2 separate regions of the Gasterosteus aculeatus genome follow, and region 1 is linked to region 2. The links are chromatin contacts, called in public Hi-C maps. All regions are on one chromosome and are shown on one strand. The core of a region is the stretch at or near the end of the contact, and the rest is flanking DNA. Distances in the headings are between cores, read along the strand shown.

Region 1 (7,383 bases), core at 1,448-3,947, 150 kb before region 2:
TTTTCTCCACTGACAGCAACCAATCCAAAGACTTGCACCTCTGAATGTCCATGTTATTTGTGTTTGCTTGCTCGAACCAGATCCTGACCTGAGAAGGCGGGCCATGGCGTGCCGGGAAGCATAGTGCAGTGGAGTGTTGTGCTGGTAGGACTCTCCGTATGTAGAGTTGGGATCCAGAGCCTCCTTGAACTGCGGGTTGCTCTCATACAGGTGGCAGGCCAGCACGTCGTCGCCATTGACGAGAGCCTTGCGGAACTTGGTCGCCGTGTTCCCCATCTTTTTCCAACTGTAGGTTCACGCTCTGTCTGATACAGCCGCTGACGTTGTCCTCAACCCGATCAGGTCCAATAGGCCAGCATACTGAAGGTCATTAAGAAGAAGAAAAACAGGCGTTTAATTCCTTAGCAGGTGTGTCCAAGTCAAGCAAGGCACAAGGATGAGAGTTGCATCTCTAAGGTTGCTCCCATCGCTCTGCCACAAGCCCCTCTGTCAGCATCTCCGCTGCACTGTAAACAACCTTGCTGTGTTTCTCTTTTTTTTCAAATAAGTAAACATAGGGCCAACAAAGCTCACAGGGAGAGAAGGACAAGACTTCCTCTGGCATCACCAGGAGCTTCCGCCTCAACTTGCCAATGCTGCCCGTCCCACTGAGGCTAGGAGTCATGTGAAACAGGGTATCCTCAACTGAAGAGCAACACACAGCAAGTCAGCATTACGCTCCCACCAGAGCACCATATGGTAATGACTGTTTGGGCCATGTGATGCTTTTATGTATTTTTTAGCTCCAGCACAAACCAACAAAACACTTCTCCTTCAGCATGATATAGCTCATGAAATTGAATTCTTATGACCATAAAAAACGTACACAGTAATAGCTCGGTGTGCAGAACTTATGTGCACAATAGAAGGAAAAAAAATGCTTCCTGAAAACATTACAAATACATAGCATACCACTTGCTGCAAGTGCACAACAATAACAAAGGAAGTGGGACACTTTTGTTGACATTCCATTTGCAGGACAATTGATTATTTTTGGCAGCCATGTAAACAGTCTAAATTGTGTATGAACCTGACTCTCTGGACTAAGCTTTACACGCGGTCAGCTTAAACAACAAAAGCAACTCGGTGTGTCTATGTAATGGAGCAAATTCCAGAGGGCTTTTGTAATCTTTCTGGCAGTAAAAAGTTATTCCCACTATAATTTAGGGAATGTTTACGTCAAGCCACATTTCTGAAGTAAAAATTTGAAGTTGAAGGGTCACACCTCTTACATGTATGTATATATGTATGTGTACATACAGAAGCAAAGGTATACAGCCAGCTACCATTTTATTATTTAGACCTACTAAAACTAAGGTTGTTTAATACAGTCCTGTAATAAATCCCACCACCATGAAGGTTATAATGTTGTGATTTCTTGTACGTGTGTATGATGTAGTCTCTATAGAAATGTGTTTATTTTTCCTACCATAATTGACATAACATACATACAAAAGTGGCTCATTTAAGGCGGTGGTTGTAGACATCTCAGGCATACTTTTAATGGGACACATGCACACAAGTAACATTAAGACTGCTGGAAATACTTCACACTTAAAATGTAAATTTGAATATCACACGCGTGGAGGTGTTTTTAAATGGAACGTTTGTTTGGCCAGTACGACGGCATATGACCGAACAAACGGGACGTGGATAGTGCTGCACTGGTTGTTTTGATGTGGTTAAATCTGACCTCTGTTAACTTTGATTAGTCGAGGTTTGGCTCACTTACTGCGAGTAAACTAAAGTTGTTGTTGTTGTTGCAGAACAGAGGACGGGCACCTTGGGAATCACCGTCATCACAAACACACGATGTCACAGGTGATAACACACTCCGCGATAAGGACACACTGTAATTGTAGAACTAACAACACGTGTGGCAATTGTTTAAAGAACACTCCTCCGTGACGGCATCAGGCGACATGCAGTTAAACATGCCCACCTGCCAGTGGCAGTTAAGCGCACACACACACACACACACACCAGTAAACAACGTTAATAGTTGGTCAGTGAAGTCCTTCTCGCAGGCCTTTGCCCGTGTTGTCTGCAGCTGTTTACCGTTTCCGCTAGCTCGAACCCGACTGAGTGTTGTGTAGTTAATAAACAGTCCGTTTTGGGAGTTAGTTACAATATAACGTCAGGTTCGTGAGAGCATTCACCTGCCAACAGACCTCGGGAAGCGTTAGCTGCAAATCATTCCGTTTGTTCAAAGGGTCAGTGTTCATCACAACGCATAGTGGACAACAGCATTGTTAGCTTGATGTTGTTCAAAAAACATTTTTTTTTTTTAAACATCATGACGCTCGTGCCTGCGTTAGCTAACGTCAGCGCACGCGCTAGCGCGTCAGCCGTGCTGCTAGCCAACTAAGCTAGCACAGTTAGTAAAAAACTCTTGGTAACTTAAACGACGAGTGACAAGTATTCTTACACGCGTGGTACATATCGCGGTGGCAGACCTGACCTCGAGGACCGACTGTCACTCGCCGGCGGCGAACAGAGGACAGCTTGTTGGCGAGGCAATCCGCAAACGACGTCTGGCCGAGGCAGCGACGTTATTCCTGTAAACTCCTCGTTTACTCTCGGCTGCTGGCTGCTGCGCGGGTTGCCAGGTTTGCAATCTAAACCCCAAAACAGACGGAGGGAGAGATCCAAACACGCTCACGCACTGATGCTACTATTAGTAGTAACTAGTTTTACACGCTATTGTAACAGTATTCTGAAATTACGGTATGCAGCCACTGAACATTTGCACTGTTATTACATATCCATTTCTTACTGTTCATATTGCATAACTATTTCTTACTGTACATATCTATTTATTCACTTATTACACTTTACATATGCACATACTCTGCACTTTTTGCTATTTTGCACTTCTGGTTGGATGTTGAACTGCATTTCGTTGCCTCAGTACTTGTACCCTGTGCAGTGACAATACAGTTGAATCTAATCTAATCTAATGCAATGTTGAACTAAGTGGGTGTTTTTTTATGGTATGATGTTGGTTTCAAAGTCCACTGTGTAACGGGATCAGCACGCGTGCCGCGATGTGACGAACATACCAGCGTGTCATTCAAATGTACAGATTCCCTGGGACAGAAAATACAAAAAGTCATCAAAATTGGATTGTTTTGTGGATTTAGCATGTTCTGGTCATTATATTGAATAATAAGATAATATTACAATATGATTGATTTCACATGGCGCTCATCTCAACCTGTACAGAGCCGGTGATTTCAACAACAGGCTCCTGGAGTGATTCATTTCGTAGCTGCTAGTACAATAAAATGACACTAGAGTGCGACAGAGACCAAAGAATCAAATAGTGCACGTCGTGCTTTTGGATGGAGGTGAAGTTACGCTTGGCATCCTTTCAACCGTCCAGTCTTTATGTGTTGTACATCAAAAGGGTGACTCAGATAAGATTTAAGTGGCTTTTCCTTCCATCAATCCTGCATGCATGCACTGGTTCCTATGTTACGTTACATTATTTTTTGTCATTTAGCTGACTCTTTTATCCTTAGCGACTTACAATAAATTCAAGTTCTTAATGTGCAATGAACCAATTAAAATATATACCAGCATTAAATAGGACAGTGTGAGGAATTACAGACTTTAACTGGTCAATTCAACAAATGCTTCTATTAAATATACCAATTAGTCCATCATATATACAGTAAGGTATATTTAAACAGGGATAATAAATAAAGAATCAGACACTCAATAGAACACATAAGCCTTTTATTATCAAATATTCGAACATTGCAATGAAGGTATTTATAGCATATCTTCAACACATTTATGAGTGCAGATTTCATATCAACAGGCCTTCAATAAATAATCTGTAAACACATAACCTCACTTAAAGGCAGATAGACTAATGTATGCACACAAAAACATACAGACCATGTTGTTTTTTTAAGGCGTATCTTAACAAATGCTTTTGCACTTTCAAAACTTCAAATACAAAGTTACATAATGGGGTGGAGAAAAAAATATATACAAAGTTGAGAATGGACAGACTGAAACAGAATAGATAGAATGTGTGACAATAATGCAGATGCTGATATTGTGCCACATGCCCCTTGGTGGCACAATTAATTATTTGTGTCCTTAATATTTTCTGTGTGACCACAAACGGAAAACAATATGTGATCACCACATTTATTGACACCAAGACAAATTCTGGGTGTTCACATGAACCCTAAAAAACAGTAAAACATGACTTTTATCACTGGTGGCAAACTATGAATAAACAAAATGAGAGATGACGAACCATTCAAGGGTTTGTGTAAAAGGAATAGTAAGCTGCCATGCCTTTGGCTGAGGGGGCGTCTTTGCTATAGGAGCTACTGTTGATGGAAACAGAGGCCAAGTCCTCACACTTGATGTCAGAGGATGAGTCCTCTGCGCCGGGACCATTGAGTGACAAACGCCTTCGTTTACAGGCTGTGGAATAAGAATCAGCCTTGTCTAAGGACAGAGCGGACGACTGTGCGTCTGCCCAGGAGGAGATCAGACTTCCGCTGCTGTTCACCTCCTCTTCAATCTGTGCTTTCACTTTGTTTGAGTCTTCTGGGAAGCCAGTGGTGGGACTGGGCCTGGGAGACCAAGGCAGGCTGGGAGAGACCTTTCTCTGGTAAGCTGCCCTGGACCCCCACCCTGCAGACATGGTGGTGAAAGGAGAGTCCGGGTAGTAGCTGAGAGCGTGGGATGTTTGCATGGACAGGGATTTGATTCCGTAAGGAAGCAGGGAGCTTGAGTATTCTCCCTCGTAGGGGGTCAGGTCCAGTTTGTTGCCGGTGCTAGTGCCGTTCCCCCCTTGCTGCATGGAGGTGACAAACCACCTCTGCGAAGTTCCGTCTTCTGTCTGAGGCGAGAGGAGGCTGTTGGTCTGCGGCACGGCTCTCTCGCTGTTATAGAAGCGATTCTGGGGAAGGTTGTTGACAAATTGGTCCTGGAAGAGGGGCTGCATGGTGTAGCGGGCCCCGGGGACAATCTGGTGGGCCCGGGGCGAGTCGGTCGGAGATGGTGTTAGGCGGTCATTTTCTTGAGCTGTGTACATCCTGAAAAACACATGTAGTTATGAACTTGAGTTCAAAAGTGTCTCGGTGAAAAAAAACATGGTGTGAAAACTAAATCTCGAGTCGGTAAATAAAAATAATTTACAAAACAGTACGACGGTATATGTGATAATATTAATACTTTTATGAATTACTGTGTTGTTAGAATGTGATATTAATACTCTGTAGTCGGTGAGAAATGAAATACTCACGAGTCATAATTATCTCTGAATCCTTTGGCAAACGGGTTGTGGTCAATCTTCAGTTGTGTAATCTTGAATAAAGCAAAATGGAAGAATACATTTTATATTAATATGAGAAGATATAGAACAAGCATCGTGCAGTCACATGCCTAATAACCTACACATGTCAAACAATGCAATGAAATGGCAGATAGTTAGACATTAAAAACCTATGTCCATTGAATAACTTTGAATGAGTAAAGATTACAAATTGATCAAAACAGAATGCCGTTCCTTATAAGGCAGAGATAGTCTGAGTAGTTTATCCCAAAATGCTTACATCAGTGTTCTGGTAGGCCGTCACAGCTATGAACTGGTTCTCGGGAAAGGTGAAGCTCTGAGTCTTAACCTCAGTGCTGATGTCCTCCACCCCGTCTTCCATCACCTCGACGATGTGCAGCCGGGGCTGATACTTGTGCAGCGACTGCAGGACAATCATCTGCATAATCAACAGGGTAAAATCCGTTAAATCCTCTGATCAAATAAAACAAAACGTTTATTTTATCATAATTCCCCACACATTCCCAATTTCTGCAAGTATACCTTTTTTTTATAGATGTGGTTATATTTAACGAAACAAACTAATTTACATCCAAACTTTATTAAAATATGTATCTTGTAATTTACATTAAACTATTAATGGTGTTGTAATCAAGTCGATTCCGGTTTATATTGATATTTAACTGCATATATCTATGAAAAAATCAGTTAACATTGTAATTTCGTTTCATTTAGTTATTTAGTGCTTCATACCTGTGTAGTATTGTGATTGGTCCCCTTGTTGTTCGTGAGTTTCAGTTTGCTAAAAGAAATCTCTTGTCTCATCCAGTGGGCTCCCGTGTTCGGAGACTCTGGGTGGATGTACACTTTGTTTCCTGAAATAAAGACGACGCCTTTAGCCCCAGGTGCTAAAGAGCACTAGACACACACGTGTTATTATGCATCGAAATATTTGTACTTTTGAGAGTTAATAAATAAAACAAACAAAATCGCTGGTTAGTAATGTAAGTTATCGACCTGTTTCACTACCTTGGCCGCTGTTGTCCGCCTTGCCGCAGGTGACCCACTTGCCACCTTGGAACCTCCAGTGGTTCGGGTCCGCCAGCACCACCTCCACGAAGACGTTGTAATGCGCTGTTAGGTTGAGACCAGCTATGTTAAAACTGAGGAACGGGAACATCCGCCTGAAAGCACAAAAACAACATCGAATAAATGATAAAGCAATTTTAAAAAAGCATTTTTTTTTTTACAGAGAAAGCCCGTTCTTGGTGCCCATGTCCAGCAAATTTCCCGGGCCTTATCCTCTCACCTGCCCTGCTTGGTGATTATCATCTCGGTCTGGTGCCGGTGGAACTTGAGCCACAGCGGCCGGTTGCAGAGGTACACCTGGGCCTTCATCCCGGGGCCCGCCGCCGGCACCGCTATGTTGCCGAGAGCCGACCCCGAACTGCCGTAGGCCGGGTAGATGCAGCCGGGGCTCTGGCCGAGCTGGTACGCCGGGCTGAAGTGACTCCGTCCCGCGGCGGAGGGGGCGAACCCCGCGGGAGGCAACACGGAGCCCAAGTGGAGAGAAGAGGGGTACCTGCCGGCGCCGGACGCGGCGTAAACCGTCGCACTGGGCGTGTAGGGGATGAACGAGCAGTGGTTCGGGGTGTCCGGGCTCTGTTTAGAACCCGCGGACGGGATGTAGTAGGAGCGGTCCGCCCCCATCGCGTGCTCCGCGTACCTGCCGCCGGCAGCGGACTCGTCCCCATCCACAGCCGGAGACTTGCGCCGGTCCTGCGCTCCTTCCTTCGCAGAAGTGAAGGTGCTGCTTTCCCCTTCGCCGCCCAGCATGCCTGCTGTTCGCCTCTGGTCACAGGTGTCTTTCTTTGAGCTCAGGCGAAATTGCTCTTTACAGGGAATCAGGTGTCTCCTGAGACAAAAGCGTCCACCGATGTCCGAAATCTGGAGAGACAAATGTATATTGCGATTAGGAGCGGGCCCGACTATGGGCAACATCCGCACTCCGCGGGGTTTACCTGATTCACCATCTTCTA
Region 2 (6,925 bases), core at 2,668-5,167:
TCATCTCTGGTGCCTTTGTTTGTTGGTACATGCTCGTGCCTGTGAAAACGCATGCTCACACGTGAGCATCTGGGCACCTTGCAGTGCTTAAACCCCCCCTTGACCTGTCTTTCGAGGTCATCGGCGATCCTTCCGGCGAATCGCTAAATGACTGTGAAATGCTAATGCAGCTAATTAGAGAGGCACAAAAGCTGGGAGAGAAGAAGGTCGAATAGAAAGGAGGGGCCGGGCGGGGTCAACACCAGGGCAAAGGCTAAAATAAAGTCAGCCCAAGGAAAGGGTAGGAACTAGAAAATAATTACAGGTTTGCAGTCTTTCCGAGCTTGAGGACGGCTGGTTTCTAGGGTCTGATGCCAATCTGCTGTTATTGGAAACATGTGTCCCAACCAACCGGATTGCTTTGGCTTATAGCCCACCCTCTCTTTTATCACGGAGCCTTTCTCTGGCTCTTTTCTGTTCTTAATCTCTTGCCTCCTATCTGCATGTTCAGTTCGCTGTCCTGTTTCTTCATCCTCTCCTTTTCCGTTCCTCGGTTCTCACCTCTCTAACTCTGCCTTACAATCTTTCTTCTCCATCTTGTTTTTTCTGCCCACACACCCGTACACGTATATGTTTTAGCACGCTCCTCCGCATTTCTCTGCTGTAAAGTAACTGAGGTCGGCACTAAATCATTCCCTAATTTTTTTCCGGCCAAACTCACACTTGGCAGTGCAGAGAGGACACGATACATTGCCAGGTTTGAAATTCAATCTCGCGGTAATTCGCCGTTCGCAATTACATGTTTTATTGTATTGTTTAAACAGCCGTGCTGGAGTCGCTATTGACAACGTACTGCTCAGGACTAATAGCCTCCATCAATAACCTTGTATCTGTCCTCTACCTACTATTTCTCTCCCAATGCACGTCGCCCTAATGAAAAATACGATGAACACAATAAGAGAAGTGTATTGAATAACATGGCTGCGTTGTTTCATTTGTAATCATCAGTGACAGTAATACAGTATCTCTAATGCAAGCCACGCACTAATTGTACAGTCAGGAAGAAGGATCCACACTACAAAATCATCAAGTGTTGTTTTGTTTCATGTTTCAGTCCTTATATAAATATAACACAATGCTGCACCCACACTCTCAAATATGCATACCGGTCTCCTTCAAACCGCTCTTAAAATGCATGTTTTGAAATGCATTGACTCACTGAACTGCATCTTACTTTATATTCACTTCAAATTGCTGAGGTACTGTTTGCTCTGTCTGTTTTGTTGCCACCTTGTGTGATTTGAGACGATGAAAGAGAAAAAAAAATGAAATGCATTGTGATTATTATTATTATTATTATCATGGAGCTGAGCATCATCAAGATAAAAATATATAATGCCGTATTTAATGAGATGTGTCTTTCTAGAGCTAAGGTCAATGATGTGTGTGTGTGTGTGTGTGTGTGGTATAACCATTGAAGCTATACTCTACGCTTCTATTTTGTAGGCTTCAAAGCACCAAGTAGAACATAATAATCCAACAGGGAGGCTGCATGCACAAGGCCAGGACAGAGGTAGTTGAAAAAAACCTGAGGGTTTGCAGTTCAGAACTGCATGTGCTATTCACTGACTAAACAAATGTTATGTGAAACAGAAAGTGCAATAATAAAGCGGTTGACCAACCTATTTCACCTTGGAAATGAAATATATTCTGGTGTCAAAGTGTAGAATAGCAGGTAAATAACACTGATAATAAACTGATGATAGAGTGGATATTGTATATTGTTATGCGTGATACAGAGCTTTATGAATGAAATGAACATGTTAAATAATATCATATTTAGCAGAATTAGTTTGATATACCTTTGAAAGTAAACCAGCAGTGTCTTTATTCTTCCAAAATGTTACGTTTAAAAAAGAAAAAACGCATAAAAAGTTGATTGTGGTAAATCAGCTTTTTAAGCGTTGGTTGCGTATGTGAGAGATGGATAGAAGAGGCCTTTTTGTTTTCTCTCCTCCCTTCCTCCATTATTCAACTGACACTTTGGGATCGATTGTGCAAAGCAACATGGCCTGCTGGATGAAACATGTCCTCTCTAGGTACACAATGATAAATAAAGCACTGCGAGCCACCGCGCTCCACCGCTGCATCGCTAAGGAGGCGAAGGGGACAAAAAGAGAGAGGGCCAAATCAGAAGGGCAAACAATGGGAGTGACGTAAACTGAGTAGAAAATGCAGATGCTACAGATGCAGCTCCCTGTGCTTAGTGCAGTGTGCGTAGGTTGGAACATAGGGGGCAAGACAGAAATATTTCACCCACTCACACATTAAGGCGATAATTCATTATCATGCATAGCAGACTCCTTAGTAACATGGTGTTTGCTCCGGTGAGTGTCAAGTCTAATTCAAAGACGACTTTGATGGTGAGGCACAGAACGAGGCTGCAATATGTTATTGTTTCCATGACAGCCTTGATGATGTCTGATACATTTTGTCAGTGATGTCTTGAAGTGCACTTTGTGGTTGAAAACAAAGACGTACCAAAGGCTCATTTTCACCTTTGCATGTGGCTACATGTGAAGAGCTAAAAAGAGCTGTATGGGCGGAGGAGCCTCTTGATTGACGCCACATTTACGTCCTGTCAACATGCTCTTGGTTCTGCTTTACCCTGCTGGGCAGTTGAGCAATTTTTCATAATGTAACACGTTTCTTTTTCGCTGCACAGGTTTTACTCGTCACCTTACAGCATCTCCACCAATCGGATGATTGCACAGACTTCGATCACACCCTTCATCGCTGCTTCGCCTGTCTCCACATATCAGGTGTGTGGACCCCTCTCACAAGTTTTGCTGGCCGGAAGGACTCCAGATAAGCTAAATAAGTGAATATGGGGTTGCGTATTTAGAATAATAAGTGATGGTTTCATTGTGTTGCTTTTTTCTTCCAAATTCCGGGTACTTGGTTAAACTGTTACGTCTTCTTCTAGTCACTTCTACAAAACACAAGTTCAATTTTCAGCCATACATTTTGCCGTTGCTAAACCTCTCTGTCCAGGCCACAGATTTAACTGAGCATTCAATGATCAAAGCGGACTTTGATGATGAAACCTCCGCTGCGAAGCAGTAATTATTAGACTTTATTGCTCGCTGTGGCCTTTATATCCTCTTATAATTGCAGAATAACATGCTGTATAGTGGACCCTCAGTTAGGGATGTAATATCCGTTAGGACACGCTGCTGCAGGTACTGAGGCTCTGAAATATGCTTGTAAAGACCAGAGCTAATGATTCATCTTTGTCTCCTCTCCTCTGTGTTTTTCTCATTATGGCTTTGCCATGCTGCCTTCCAATTCACCTTCTTTATGTTTTCTCTTTTTCAATTCTTTAACCACTTACAACTATATTTATAATTTCCTCCCTTCTGTATCCGCCTACTCATCCCCATCCTCTTCATTTTCTCTTATTTATTTATATTTCAACACTCAATCTTTTTCTGTTTCCTCTATCATTTCTGATTTAATTGTCATCACCGGTACATGCAACATTGGTGCATGTTGTCATTTCCTGCCGTTGCTTCTCCCTGCGTCCTCTCATCACCTCAGGTCCAGAGTACATCGTGGATGCCACATCAACAGTATGTAATGCAACCTACAGTAAGTTTTTAAGACCGCTCTATTTTTTGTTCTTATGTCATGTAAAGCATAGACATTTATTGGATCGTTCCAATTGTGACTGTACGCAGTTTTTGTTATTTTTCATTTGTTTCCCGTATGTCAATGCAAAAGATGAAGCAAGTAACGGAAAATGATCCAAATAACAAAACAGAAACAAAACAGCTTCCCCACAAGTGCGGCACGTGACAGCCAAACCCATATCAGTGCTGAAAAAAAAGAGTAAGCCCTGCATGCGAGTCTTACCCTGCTGAATCAGCCGGTGCACGACCTCCTTTAACAGCAGAGCTCAGCGGAGTTTGTAATCCACAATAGAAGGTTGCTCCCTGCTGGTTTGAAATGAGACTGCAGATACAAAGCTGACTTCCAAAGGTGTGGTTGATCGAAATGTTATACTGATATTAAAGTGGATATTAACGTAAACAGTGATGCACACACATATTCCACATAATTGTCAGAAGAAGAGAGGCACATCGTTGCCTCGCATGCGTAATACCTTGTTGGTTTTTTCAAAGCGCAGCAGGTTTAATGAATAAGGAAATCACAGATTCATATTGGAACCACACCATTACCCTGAAAGGCTTCAGATAAACGGTAAACCGTAATCACCTCTTAAAGATTTATTCATCAGCAGTTTACAGTTTCACTGGCTCTGCTCGTCTACAGTGCAGTTCAATAAACTGTTTTTTTTACTAGCCTGTAAACTCATGTGATTTAACTACACGCCTGCCCTGAAAAGTGGCGTGAATAGATTAGATTAGATTAGATTCTCCGTGTGAAAAATATTTCCATCATCGGAGAAGTGATGAAGTACAATGAGGACATCCGTGTTATTAGTGTGTTAATCAGATTTCAGACACGCCACGTCATGTGGACACCCAGGACACCCCATGACGACGCTGGCTCCTCCGGACTTTTCTGGCTCGCTCCTTTCCAATAGATATGTGTCTAAAAAGAATGATCTGTCGTCCAGATTTCTATCTTACCAGCAGGGTTTTGGAAACATCTGCCGACTATATTCCTGCAAAATTCAGTAATGCTCCATTGAAACTGTGACGATAGTTAGAAGCAGCACAGATATGTTATCTCAGGCAGGAACTGAGGGATTCCAGCAACCATCGTCATATATTGTTAAATTAGTTCAAAATTCTATTGTCCTCCTCTCTACAGTTCTCGTTTCCTTCCTCTTTGTGTCCGTGCTCTAACTCCTAAAAATATTCTGTTGTCATGTCTAATTAAAATTATGTCCGTGAGAGAAAATAATCCCCTTCTCTAAATGTGTTTTCAATCAAGTGTCCCTTCTAATTGTTTGGTCGAGCCGCTTGATAAGGCCGCAAAAGACTCGGGGGAAGACGGAGCGACATAAGGAGCAAAAGACGGAATGAGGGACAGGAAGAAGAAAAAAGTAGCTGTAGAGAACATTTGACAGAGTGGGGACAGGAAGGTAGAAGCAGGCACAGGGAAAGGAGAGGACAGAATACGTTGAGAACAAAGAAAAGAAAACAACTGCTGCAGAGGCATGTCTGGGCTGTGCGCGCCTGCTCCCCAGTATTGTCTCGGCGTCGTCAAAATCCCCGTTAAGACAACAAAGGCGACGGCTAGTCATTGTGTTTCTTGGAACCAGAGGAATTAAAGCTGTGTCAGGGAGACGGACTCAGGGAGACGGGCTGAGAGAAACACAGCGGCTTAATTCTGTTCCCATCGTAGCAGAGGCTCCCTCACTGCTGGGCCTCAGTTAGTGACTGCTAACTTTGATTAATGTGCGACACAGTGAAGCTGTTGCACGCAATAACGCCTCTGCTAATCACTCAGTCACGCCATCTTCGTGACTCGCGGCATTCCGCGAGTCAATTTCATCTGTTTACAGAAAAAATGAAAAATGAAATGCATGAAAAAGAAGGGGAGGAGAAGAAAAGAGGAGGGATTGAGTGAGCAAGAGAAGGAGCGAGTTCAAAGTTTAGGCAGATTCTGTACTTTTCTCTCTGCCGTCCTCTCGGAAAAATATAACCGTCAACCTTGTGTTCTCGTGTATTGCCAACCCCAGAATAAACAATGTCCGATCCTTGAAAACATTAACACATACACAGCATCTAATTACACACTCGTCTTGCACCAACTACTTTCCCTGCGTGCAGGGACAGCAAGTTCAACCCTTCTACAGCTGTAAACCAGAGCAGACAATTAGTCTTTGCAGGTTTCCTTTTTGCTTAATGCAGCTTTCTTTCTGCGTGGAAGCTTGTTTCGAGACTGCGTGAACGAGAGAGAGCGAGCGAGCGAGGATGAGAAATGATTAAACGGGGGAATGTATTATGTAGATGGATGAAAATCCTGGTTAATAGCTGGATTCTGCCTGCTATCTACCGGCTGGAGCCGACGCTTTGTGTGGCTTCGTGGGCAGATTGTTGGATGCATCTGTGTACAGAAGCCTCTCTCTGTGTGTGTGTGTGTGTGTGTGTGTGTGTGTGTGTGTCATTCAGTGGTGAGGACGATGTTGACGGAGTGATCCTGATGGCTGGGCAGCTGTGTTCTTCAAACAGATTTCCCTTTGAACACAGCAGTCAGGAGGAAGAGCACTCAACACTGTTAACTGATCCGACGATTGTTGCCTGTACTGTCTGTACCGTGTGTGTGTGTGTGTGTGTGTGTCCCTCTGAAGCCTTCAGACACAAGGAACTTCCCTCACAGAGGTTTGCAACTATGAGCAACTCTGACAGCGCTTCACAATGCTAGAACTTCCATTACTGTTTGTGTTTTTACTTTGTCAGTGTGCTTGTGTTGTTCAAGCCTCCTCAGGAGACTCCACAGACACAGAGCTTTAAGAGCGACCGCCACATAACTGGGCCGGTGCCCAAAATACCTCCATTTAATACCTGTGTTCTTCTAACATCCCGTCTCAACATGCAGCTACAGAAGTGCCGACCGCTCTCTGTAGCGATGCTGACACACGTCCACGGATGCTGTCTGGGCTCACGGGAAGTGCAGTTAAACAGCTATCAGGAATGAACAGGCCTCTGCAGGGATGTTGCCAGGCCTCTCGGCACACAGTGTGAGGAGTCTCCTAATAAATACAGAGCTGCTGAAGCTATAGCTGAGCTGAACTGGAAGAGAAGAGCTCAGCGCATCAAGGTGTTAGCAGGCATCAAAGCCCTCCACGTTGGAGAGATTTACAGTAAGAGCCTTTCTGCTCCATTCAGACGCTCGCCCCGTCAGGCCTCCTGCCCCGCGAGCCGGCTGACTGGCTGCACTGCTGTCAAACCGTTTTTAGTCATCTAACTTG

What was found. A called contact is a pair of places that touch in the nucleus more often than the background predicts.
Region 1: a contact with region 2 is called in a Hi-C map of skeletal muscle, with 8 times the contacts expected there. The contact joins the promoter of LOC120810238 here to the enhancer-like site in region 2. A contact is called at or near these places in 3 of 6 Hi-C or Micro-C datasets (skeletal muscle and tail fin).

What each region holds. Positions count from the first base shown.
Region 1 is chr20:14,099,848-14,107,230 of fGasAcu3.hap1.1, reverse strand. LOC120810238 (ankyrin repeat and IBR domain-containing protein 1) reads right to left here and starts at 2,697. Exons shown (of 20, transcript XM_040164615.2): 1 at 2,501-2,697; 2 at 89-360. The coding sequence starts at 276. It overlaps eomesb (eomesodermin homolog b), which reads right to left. Exons shown (of 7, transcript XM_078094168.1): 2 at 6,654-7,291; 3 at 6,374-6,528; 4 at 6,098-6,219; 5 at 5,625-5,783; 6 at 5,315-5,376; 7 at 3,764-5,105. The coding sequence starts at 7,180. The coding sequence ends at 4,319.
Region 2 is chr20:13,947,718-13,954,642 of fGasAcu3.hap1.1, reverse strand. It overlaps LOC120811217 (RNA-binding motif, single-stranded-interacting protein 3), which reads left to right. Exons shown (of 14, transcript XM_040166460.2): 9 at 2,705-2,801; 10 at 3,580-3,630. Among protein-coding and RNA genes, the nearest start is that of entpd3, 17 kb to the right of the region's middle. Within about 2 kb of position 3,917, at least 1 of the 9 cell types and tissues checked has open chromatin away from gene starts, as enhancers often do.